Linked DNA regions of Oryctolagus cuniculus: region 2 is linked to region 1. A link is a contact called in public Hi-C data. All regions are on one chromosome and are shown on one strand. The core of a region is the stretch at or near the end of the contact, and the rest is flanking DNA. Distances in the headings are between cores, read along the strand shown. Region 1 holds the start of EEIG2 (EEIG family member 2). Region 2 overlaps LOC100344331 (mitochondrial adenyl nucleotide antiporter SLC25A24).

The links. A called contact is a pair of places that touch in the nucleus more often than the background predicts.
Region 2: a contact with region 1 is called in a Hi-C map of embryonic fibroblasts, with 1.8 times the contacts expected there. The contact joins the enhancer-like site here to the promoter of EEIG2 in region 1. A contact is called at or near these places in 6 of 6 Hi-C or Micro-C datasets (ear pinna, embryonic fibroblasts, liver and 3 more).

What each region holds. Positions count from the first base shown.
Region 1 is chr7:61,874,650-61,879,569 of mOryCun1.1, reverse strand. EEIG2 (EEIG family member 2) reads left to right here and starts at 1,633. Exons shown (of 11, transcript XM_002715816.5): 1 at 1,633-2,174. The coding sequence starts at 2,035.
Region 2 is chr7:61,916,588-61,921,150 of mOryCun1.1, reverse strand. The region is part of intron 2 of LOC100344331 (mitochondrial adenyl nucleotide antiporter SLC25A24); the gene reads right to left. Among named protein-coding and RNA genes, the nearest start is that of EEIG2, 41 kb to the right of the region's middle. Within about 2 kb of position 2,115, at least 1 of the 8 cell types and tissues checked has an H3K27ac peak or open chromatin away from gene starts, as enhancers often do.

The DNA.
Region 1 (4,920 bases), core at 384-2,883:
CTTCTTCAGGGCCTCCCATGTAGGTGTAAGGTCACCCTCTTCCACTGCTTTCCAGGTCATAGCAGAGAGCTGAATGGGAAATGGAGCACCCGAGACTCAAATTGGCACCCATATGGGATGCCAGCACTACAGGCAGCGGCTTTACCTTCTACGCCACAGCGCCAACCCCCTCCAAACTTCTAAACCTTGACTCTGGATCTTCACAATATGGGGGAACTAAGCAGGGAGTTAGGTGGGAATAAATCAAGCTGGTACATTTTTTTCATAATTTCTGTGTACTCTACATTGTAACTCCACCCTTGACCTGTCAATCCAGAAAGCCCAATTTCCAATGATGCAGCTGTATCTCACCTGGGACCAGATGCCACGTGGAAGTTAAGCTCCACTTGGAAGCCCAGGAAACTCCCAAAAAAGCCCTACACACACTTCACTCCACACAATTTGTATATTCAAATAGGGCCCCACCCCCTATCTCCTAAAAGAGACTGAATATGGGAGTAGTCTTTCTTTTGCTTCTGAGCCGTGTGAATGGGTCTTTCTCTGGCCTCCTCCCCCTGTCTCCTCATAGGCAACCCTCGGGCCCACTCATGACAGGCATCTCTCCACCAGGGGTGGCCCGCGCTCAGGCGTGAATGTATATTCACTCCCTCTCTCTCTTTCAGATAAATCCTGCTCTCACTTGCGCATTGTATGTATGCCTCTGCTTTGAATTCTTACCTTTGTAGGGGGCAAAAACTTGGAATACTGATACTGTAAAATCCTTCAGGGAAGTCGTTGTTTTTTTGATCATTGGGTGTAGCCAGTGACTGACATTTTAGACAATTAAAATATTTTATATGAATGAATAAATGAGAGGATAATCTTTTCAGTCACACTTTCAGAGATTACCACCAGCCAACCTTTGCGTTAAAAGGACAAAAATTCAGTTTAAAAACCAACACATTATGTAACCAACTAAACCACATGATTGCAATAATAGATACTGTACAGGCTCACAGAAGACAGATAATTGCTCTTCGAGGGAGAGGTGGATTTTGTTGTTGTTGTTTTTAAGCCTGCCCTGCAGAATTTGATTTCAGACACTCCAGTTCTCAGCATAGCCACATAAATTCTTAAAAAGAGGATATTATTTGAATTCCTTTTGTACTTTTGTCTCAGGAGACAGGATACAATAAGAACAGACGCCTGTAGCAGCACAGTTCCTGGGACGTGGCAAGACCTCAACACATTTTAATCCCATTCCTTTTCCCGGCCTCATCTGCATCGAAGGCTGGTGAATTTAGAGTACCTGAGGGAAATTTTCGTTTTAGGATTTCCATTGTACTAAAACAATGTTGTGGAGCCTGGTTGCGCCTCCTAACCCAGGTCTCTCAAACCCAAGGGAAAAGAATCACTGGAGAGGGAGGGAGAGGAAAGAGGCGGTGCAGAAGCTGAAAGGAAAGGCGGACAGGAAGCAGTAGAAGGAAGCTTTTTTTGGTTGAGTTTGTCTTTTTTTAACCCCCGAGAGGCGTGACGTGTTAACTGCCGTCGCGGGTTAGCTTCCCCCGCGAAGCGTCCGCCCGCCGCGAATTTCCCCGCCCTCCCTCCCGCTTCCGCCCCAGGCTGCACTGCAGGCCGCGGCCGCTGGGGGCGCCCGAGGCCCCGAGGCGCTGAGGCGGCGGCAGCGGTGGTGGCCGTTCTCCGAGCTTTTCCTCTCCAGGCTCTCAGACGAACGGCGACGGCGGGGAGCTGAGCACCGAAAAGGCGCACCCCTCCCCGGGCGAGCTGCAGCACGAACAGACCCCGCGGGCGGCCGGGGTCCGCGCCGCAGCCGCCGCCTCACTCCGGCCCGGACTGCCGCGAGAGGCGGCGGCGGCGGCCGCCGCCTCGGCCCCGGCCGGCCTGCGGCGCCCCCCGGCCGCGCCCCCGCGCGCAGCTCGCGGCCCCGGCCATGGGGCTGGGCGGATCCGGGGCTCGGCCGAGCTAAGGCGGCGGCGCCTGCCTGCGCGCCCCTTGGGGCCACCCCCGCACCCCGCTCGCCGGCGCCTGGCTCTCATGATGATGAAGAAGAAGAAGTTTAAGTTTAAGGTGGACTTCGAGCTCGAGGAGCTCTCCTCGGTGCCCTTCGTCAATGGGGTCCTCTTCTGCAAGATGCGGCTGCTGGACGGCGGCAGCTTCACGGCCGAGTCCTCCAGGTAAGGCGCCCCCCGCGCCCCCAGCTCTCGCGAGCCGCCCGCCCTCAGGGGCTTGGCGGAAGGGCAGCATCTCGAACCTCGGCGCCTCTGCTCCAGCAGGGCGGCCAGCCTCGGGAGCCCGCCGCCCTCGGCGGGGACCCGTCTGGAATCAGGAGTTATTGATCGGCACGAAGTGCTTTCGCAGATGGGTTCATCCCCATGGCCTTGGCTCCTGCGCTCCTCCCTCGGGATGGCATCTGGTGGCCGCTGTGCCCTCCCAAGTTCACGAGGAATGGGAGCGATGGCCACGGGGAGAGGATGCTTCTGTGTTCTCTTGGTGCAGTGCAACGAGGGGGTTGAGCTGTTGTTACAAACAAAAAATATCGCAGACTGCCCGAGCCTGTGCTTAGCCTAACTGCCTGTCCCTTGTGGGTTAGGCGGGGACTTGGGCGCACACTTCGAGGCCAGGCTTGGCCTGGTCAGGCTTGACTTGAGTCAACTGTTCCTGGCGGGCGACGCAAGTCTCTCTCATCGTGCAGCGGCGCATCCTCCGTGAGTTACCCATCTGGCAGTGGCCACTAGTGGGGCTCGGTGTGGAGGGCTTAGCCTCAGAGGGCCCTGCCCTCATTGAGGAAGGAGCTCACTCCCGGGGAGAGGGGAGGGGGTTGTGAGCAGGTTACAGAATGAGCCAGTGTGGCACTGTCCCTTGAGTAACTTCAGGGCTAGCCACAGGTTGACAGATTACCCCCAAAGGTGTTTTTCTTTCCAAGAAGATTTTCAAAAGCATTTTTTTTAACGTGACCTTTAGAGTTCCTGAGATCAAGGAGGATTAATAGTTAATGTTTATTTTGTCTTCGAATATACTGGGCATAGTCTTCGTTGTTACCCTAAAAAGCCTCTACTTTTATTTGTCATCGTATTAATAATGTACAGGAAATAATGTCAATAAGTTGTGGAATTGGGGCCAGAAGATTGTTGGCAGTGGCATTATGGAAGCCTGTAGATGCCGAAAATATCTCATTGGCTAAGCCAAAGGAGATATGAAACGCTATTGATTCTCAAAATTAAGAAAGTCCTCCACGGATAGCTTTTGTCCTTAAGCTGTGATGATAAATTTGTGGCAATCCAACTAATTAATTATATTATAGTTATTTTTAATGTACCTGACAGTGTAAACTAGAATGGCTCCAGCTCTTAACGACATTGAAGAGCCTAAGGTAGCTGGGCAGTGTCTTGTGGGTGCAGGTGACAGCCTTCCCCTGAGGCCTAGGCAGTTTCCCTGCAGTGTCCCACACCCCAGCTGGGACAGTTAGACCAGTGCTCCTGGACCAGTGGTGACACCTGGTGGTTGGGACACTCCTCCACTACCTCCTTCTTCCTCCCTCCAAATACTGATTTGGCTTATTTCTCACAAGTCCATTATTTCACGGTTGCAGGCATTTATTCAGCAGACACACATGGGCCTTTCAAATGTACTGTTTGATTTAATTCTTGTAGCAGGTCTGTGAGATGGGGATCCCCATTTTGTGGATAAACCGAGGTATAGAAAGCATGACTGATTTCCCCAAGGCTCTCACAGCTGCTAAGTACAGTGCCAAAATTTTGGTACAGGTCTGTCTGACCCCAAAAAGGGTGATGCCAGATAAAGGGAAACAAATGTGTGTTGTGAAGAAGTTTCTGAACAAGAAGCTTCCTAATGGTTTTAATGAGCCAGAGGTGTGATATATGTTTTGAAAGACTTGGAAATGAAAAAGTCAAGTATCCTGATCCCATTCTCTTCCGACTAAAATCTGATTTTAATCCAGATAAATAATATTTTAAAAAATTATTTATTTATTTGAAAGGCAGAGTTACAGAGAAGTAGAGACAGAGAGAGGTTTTCCATCCTCTGGTTCACTTCCCAGATAGTCTTAATGGCCAGAGCTGCGACGATCCGAAGCCAGGAGCCAGGAGCTTCTTCTGGATCTCCCATGTGGGTGCAGGGGCCCAAGGACTTGGGCCATCTTGTACTGCTTTCCCAGACCGTAGCAGAGAGCTGGATCAGAAGTGGAACAGCCGAGACTTGAACCTGCATCCATATGGGGTACTGGCACTGCATCCTGTTAAGAATAGTGTCTCATAACCAAATAATAATAATAATAATAAAGATATACTGATAGAGGGAAATGATTCTTAGCAAGGGGCCTGTGCCTTTCAAGTTTGGTAGAGATTTTTGGTATAAAGCTAAGAGCAAGGGTTTGGAAGAAGGTGAGTCTAAGCCTTAATCCTGAGTACACTGTAGTGGGGAAGCCTGGCATAAGGAAGCCTCTTAGAACTTCCGTCTGTAACATGAAACAGTCAGTTACATGTGGAGTCATTGTGAGGGTTTGGTAAGATGCTGTACCTGGAACACCCATCAGTGCTTTGGCACCCAGCACTTCTCTTCTTCAAAGAGAAGACCAGTAACTCATCCAAGAAGATCTGTTTCCTTTAGATGTTATGCGGATTCCTTTACCCTGATGACTACAGAAGAACTGGTTGGTGAAAGGTATCTCATTTTACAAGGAAAAAAAAGAGAAAACCTGAAATATCTAAAGCAAGTAAATTATTGCAGAATTGCGTAACTTTTAATTAGTAGTTCCCTGTCTAGGCAGAGCTTCTCTAATTAAGTACTAGATTTTAATTTTTAAAAAATAACTTTATGTGACCCTTCGAGTTTACATAGAGTGAACACTACCATTTCTCCCATAAAAAATCAGGAATGAATTACATAGGAAAGAGTTCATAT
Region 2 (4,563 bases), core at 866-3,365, 41 kb before region 1:
CACACCGGGTTCTAGTCCCAGTTGGGGCACCGGATTCTGTCCTGGTTGCTCCTCTTCCAGTCCAGCTCTCTGCCGTGGCCTGGGAAGGCAGTGGAGGATGGCCCAAGTCCTTGGGCCCTGCACCAGCATGGGAGACCAGGAGGAAGCACCTGGCTCCTGCCTTCAGATCGGCACAGCGCACCAGAGATCTCCTATCTACTGGTTCATTCTTCAAATGATCATAGCAGCTTGGGCTGAGCCAAGCTGAAGCCGGGAGCTGGGAACTCAATCCAGTTCTGCCACATGGGTAGCAGGAACCCAATTGCTTGAGCCATCACCTCTGCCTCCCAGGATCCACATTAGCAGAAATCGGAATTAGGAGCAGGACAGTACTCAAATCCAGGTGCTCCCATATGGAATATATGCATTTTAACTGGTATCTTATAGCCAGCAGGCCATAAACCTGTCTTTCCTTGTACTTTTCTTTTTAAGATTTTTTTTTTTTTGACAGGCAGAGCTATAAACAGAGAGAGGGAAGGACAGAGAGAAAGGTCTTCCAGCTGCTTAGTTCACTCCCCAAATGGCCGCAACAGCCAGAGCTGAGCTGATCTGAATCCAGGAGCCAGGAGCTTCTCCAGGGTCTTCCACGTAGGTTCAGGGGCCCAAGCACTTGGGCCATTTCTGACTGATTTACCAGATCATAAGCAGAAAGCTGGATCAGAAGAGGAACATCTGGGATACAAACCAAACCAGTACCCATATGGGATGCCAGTGCCACAGGCAGAGGCTTAGCCTACTATGCCGCAGCACCAGCCCCTCTCCTTGTACTTTTAATATGCCTGAGAAGAAAAAGAAATTGGAAAATCAAGAACCAAAGGACACTAAAGTGACCAGAAAATAACGAACAACAGAAAGAGTGGTACAAGCTGAGATTAGACATGCAGACAGGGATCAAATCATGCATAGCACCATAGGCCATATGAAAGATCCTAGATTTTTTCAAGAGCAATATAAAAGTATATTAGTCAGGACTAACAAAGTTATGCTGCAATAACAAACAACCACCAAATCTCAGTGGCCTATGGGGCAAATATTTCATTCAGACCTGTGTCCATCATAGGTCAGTAGTCCGCTCTGCACCTGGCATTTCTTTTCTTTACTCTAGAGCCAATGCAGCCACTATCTGGAACACTGCTGGTGGCCATGGCAGAAGAAGGGTGAGCTGGAGAAGCACGCTGCACTCTGAAAGCTTCTGCCTGTGGGTGCACACACGATTTCTGTGCACATTTCCTTACCCAAAGCAAGTGACATGCCCTCCTGACCACATGTCCTCCCACAAGGAAGGACACTGAGTACTGCTGAATGATATGGCTGCTATGCCAGGAACCATTTAAGAATTTGGGGCAGCAGAACAACATGATTTAATTCACAATGCGAGAAATCCCTCTAGCTACTGTGTGGAGGCTGGAAGAAAAGGCAAGAACTGGTGTGAGGAGACCAGTTAGATTCATGAGGTGATCAGCCTGAACTGGAGTGGTGGTAGTGGAGAGACAGAACCAGACAGATCATGTGTCTTAAAGGTAGAAATCAAAGAACTTTGTAGGGGCTGGCGCTGTGGCTTAGCGGGTAAAGCTGCCATTTGCAGTGCCAGCATCCCATATGGGTGCCAGTTCGAGTCCTGGGTGCTCCATTTCCGATCCAGCTCTCTGCTATGGCCTGAGAAAGCAGTAGAAGATGGCCTAAGTCCTTGGGCCCCTGCACCCGTGTGGGAGACCCAGAAGAAGCGCCAGGCTTCTGGCTTCAGATTAGCCCAGTTCCAGCTATTGCAGCCATTTGGGGAGTGAACCAGAGGATGGTCGAAGACCTCTCTGTTTCTCTCTCTCTCTCTCTCACTCTGTCCTTCAAATAAATAAAATTAATCTTAAAAAAAAAAAAAAACTTAGTGAAAGATTGGATGAAAGGAGAGAATGGAACCAAAAATAACTTTGAGGTTTCAGGTATGAATGAGACACCACTGTAGATGGAGTTGCCAGTCTGGGATGGAGGGGATAGACTGGGGGTAGGACCAAGGGTTCAGTTTTAGACATGCTAAGTTTGAGATGCCTGTGAGTCAGGCAAGTAGTCAATCTGCATGCACAGCTCAGGAAAGAGGTCTGAGCTGGAAATAGATGTGCAAGTCATTGGTATACACATAGCTCTTAAAGCTCCAGGAGAGAAAAAGTCCACTTCAAGCAGAGAAAGAAGAGGCCTCTAGAAGAAGCTCTGAAGCACTCTGAAAGGCAGATGCCACTTTGAGGCAAACAGCGAACATAGTGCAGTGGGTAAGAGCCCAACCTAAACTCAGGCTTCCTGGACTAAACAACCTTGGAAAAGCCACATCAGTTCTCTGGCTTCACTTTTCTCAGGAGTGCCAGTTTTTTCTGAACTGTGTGTTATGAGGATTAAGTAGGAAAAAATACTCACACAGGGCCTGGCATATAAAAATAATTTCATATATCAAAGTTACTGTTATTTTTACTCAAGGAGACCAAGAAAGAGCTACCAAAGAAATAGGAAAAAACTGAAAAGTGTATTATTAAAGAAATCATGAGAAGGCAATTTTTAGAATGTATTAACTTTTTTTTTTTTTTTTTGACAGGCAGAGTGGACAGTGAGAGAGAGAGACAGAGAGAAAGGTCTTCCTTTGCCGTTGGTTCACCCTCCAATGGCCGCCGCGGCCGGCGCGCTGCGGCCGGCGCACCGCGCTGATCCGATGGCAGGAGCCAGGTACTTCTCCTGGTCTCCCATGGGGTGCAGGGCCCAAGCACCTGGGCCATCCTCCACTGCACTCCCGGGCCATAGCAGAGAGCTGGCCTGGAAGAGGGGCAACCGGGACAGAATCCGGCACCCTGACTGGGACTACAACCCGGTGTGCCGGCGCCGCAAGGTGGAGGATTAGCCTAGTGAGCTGCGGCGCCAGCCGAGTGTATGAACTTTTAATATGCCAAATGATACTAAAAAATTGAGTACAAGAAAAAGCTGAATAGTGTATTTTGGATTATCAACATTTTTGATGAATTGAGGAGTGAGGAACTAATTAAAGACTGAACAGGTTCTCACCTCAAACGCACATAAAAATAAATTCCAAGTGAAGACCTACATGTAAAATGTGAAATCCTAAAACGTTATGAAACAAAACCTAATACATTTGTGAACTTAGTGTAGAAAAGGAGTTCCAAACTAAGACATTAAACAAAAAAATAAACAAACATCAAAGGCCTAGCCCATAAAATACAAATTTGTTAAAATCAAAAACATGCAAAGTACATCATTAAAAAGGTGAAAAAGAAAATCCACAGATAGGACAAAAAGACAATTCTTACAACCAACAAAAGCTAGTATTCAGAAAGTATAAGGAATCTGAAAAATAAGAAAAGAGATAAATGAGCTCCTTGACCCTCCTTTCTATCTTCACTCCCACTTAGATTCAATGATCCATCACCGTAACCAAAACCTTAGATGCTCTGTTCTCCCTGTGCCCCCTTTCATGTCTCTTACTCATTAGGCAAAATCATAACCTGTTTTCAGGTTCAACTTTCCACATTCTCCGCAACTTCAACCCAAAGGCTAATTACAGCTCTAGTCACCCCTCCTCTAATGGAATGGAAAAACAGGCGCAAATTCTGTTGAATATCTGTAGATATGATGGAAAAAATGGTCCCATTCAATGACTTTATTTCTTCAGTGAAGAACGAAGCACTGTGGTGAAGGAATAAGGATGTAAGGATGTGAGGCAAGGGCCGGCATTGTGATGTAGTGGGTAGGGCCTCCGCCTGCAGTGCCATAATCCCATGGGGGCACAGGTGCAAATCCCGCTGCTCAATTTCCGATCCAGCTCCCTGCTGATGTGCCTAGGAAAGCAGTGGAATATGATCTACCCAAGTACTTGGGCCCCTGCACCCACCTGAGGAGACCTGAATGAAGCTCCTGCCTCCTGCTATGGCTGTTGAGGCCATCTAGGGAGTAAACCAGCAAACGGAAGATTTCACTCTGTCTCTCCCTCTCTCTCGGTAACTCTGACTTTCAAATGAATAAATGAATCTTTTAAAAAAATTGAGGCAGAGTCATAAAGACAGACTGTGAAGGCCAGAAGTCTAAAGAGATTAGATGAAGAAGAGCATCATTATTGTAGAGAATAGAAAGGCTGCAACAGAAGAGAAACTGGGTAAGATTTTGGGCCCTGAGAGTACCAATCTGTGTTGTTAATTTATAGGATGTTAGTTTGTGAAATTTATACATCGTGTAGCTAAGAATTGGGCACACAGGGGTGGATGTCTAGCACAGTGGTTAAGATGCTGCTTGAGGAGATTGTGTTGTGGCACAACCGATTAAGCTGGCATATGAGCACCAGTTCTAGTCCCATCTGCTCCACTTCCAAACAGGCTCCCTGCTAATGCTCCTGGGAAAGCAGGGAAAGATGGTCCCAGCCCCTTCAAATAAAATTTTAAAATTAATGAATTTTTTAAAAAGTCTTACATAGCTGTAATGCACCATTACATCAGCAGCTTCCATCAGATTTACCAATATATCAAGCTTTATCCTGCT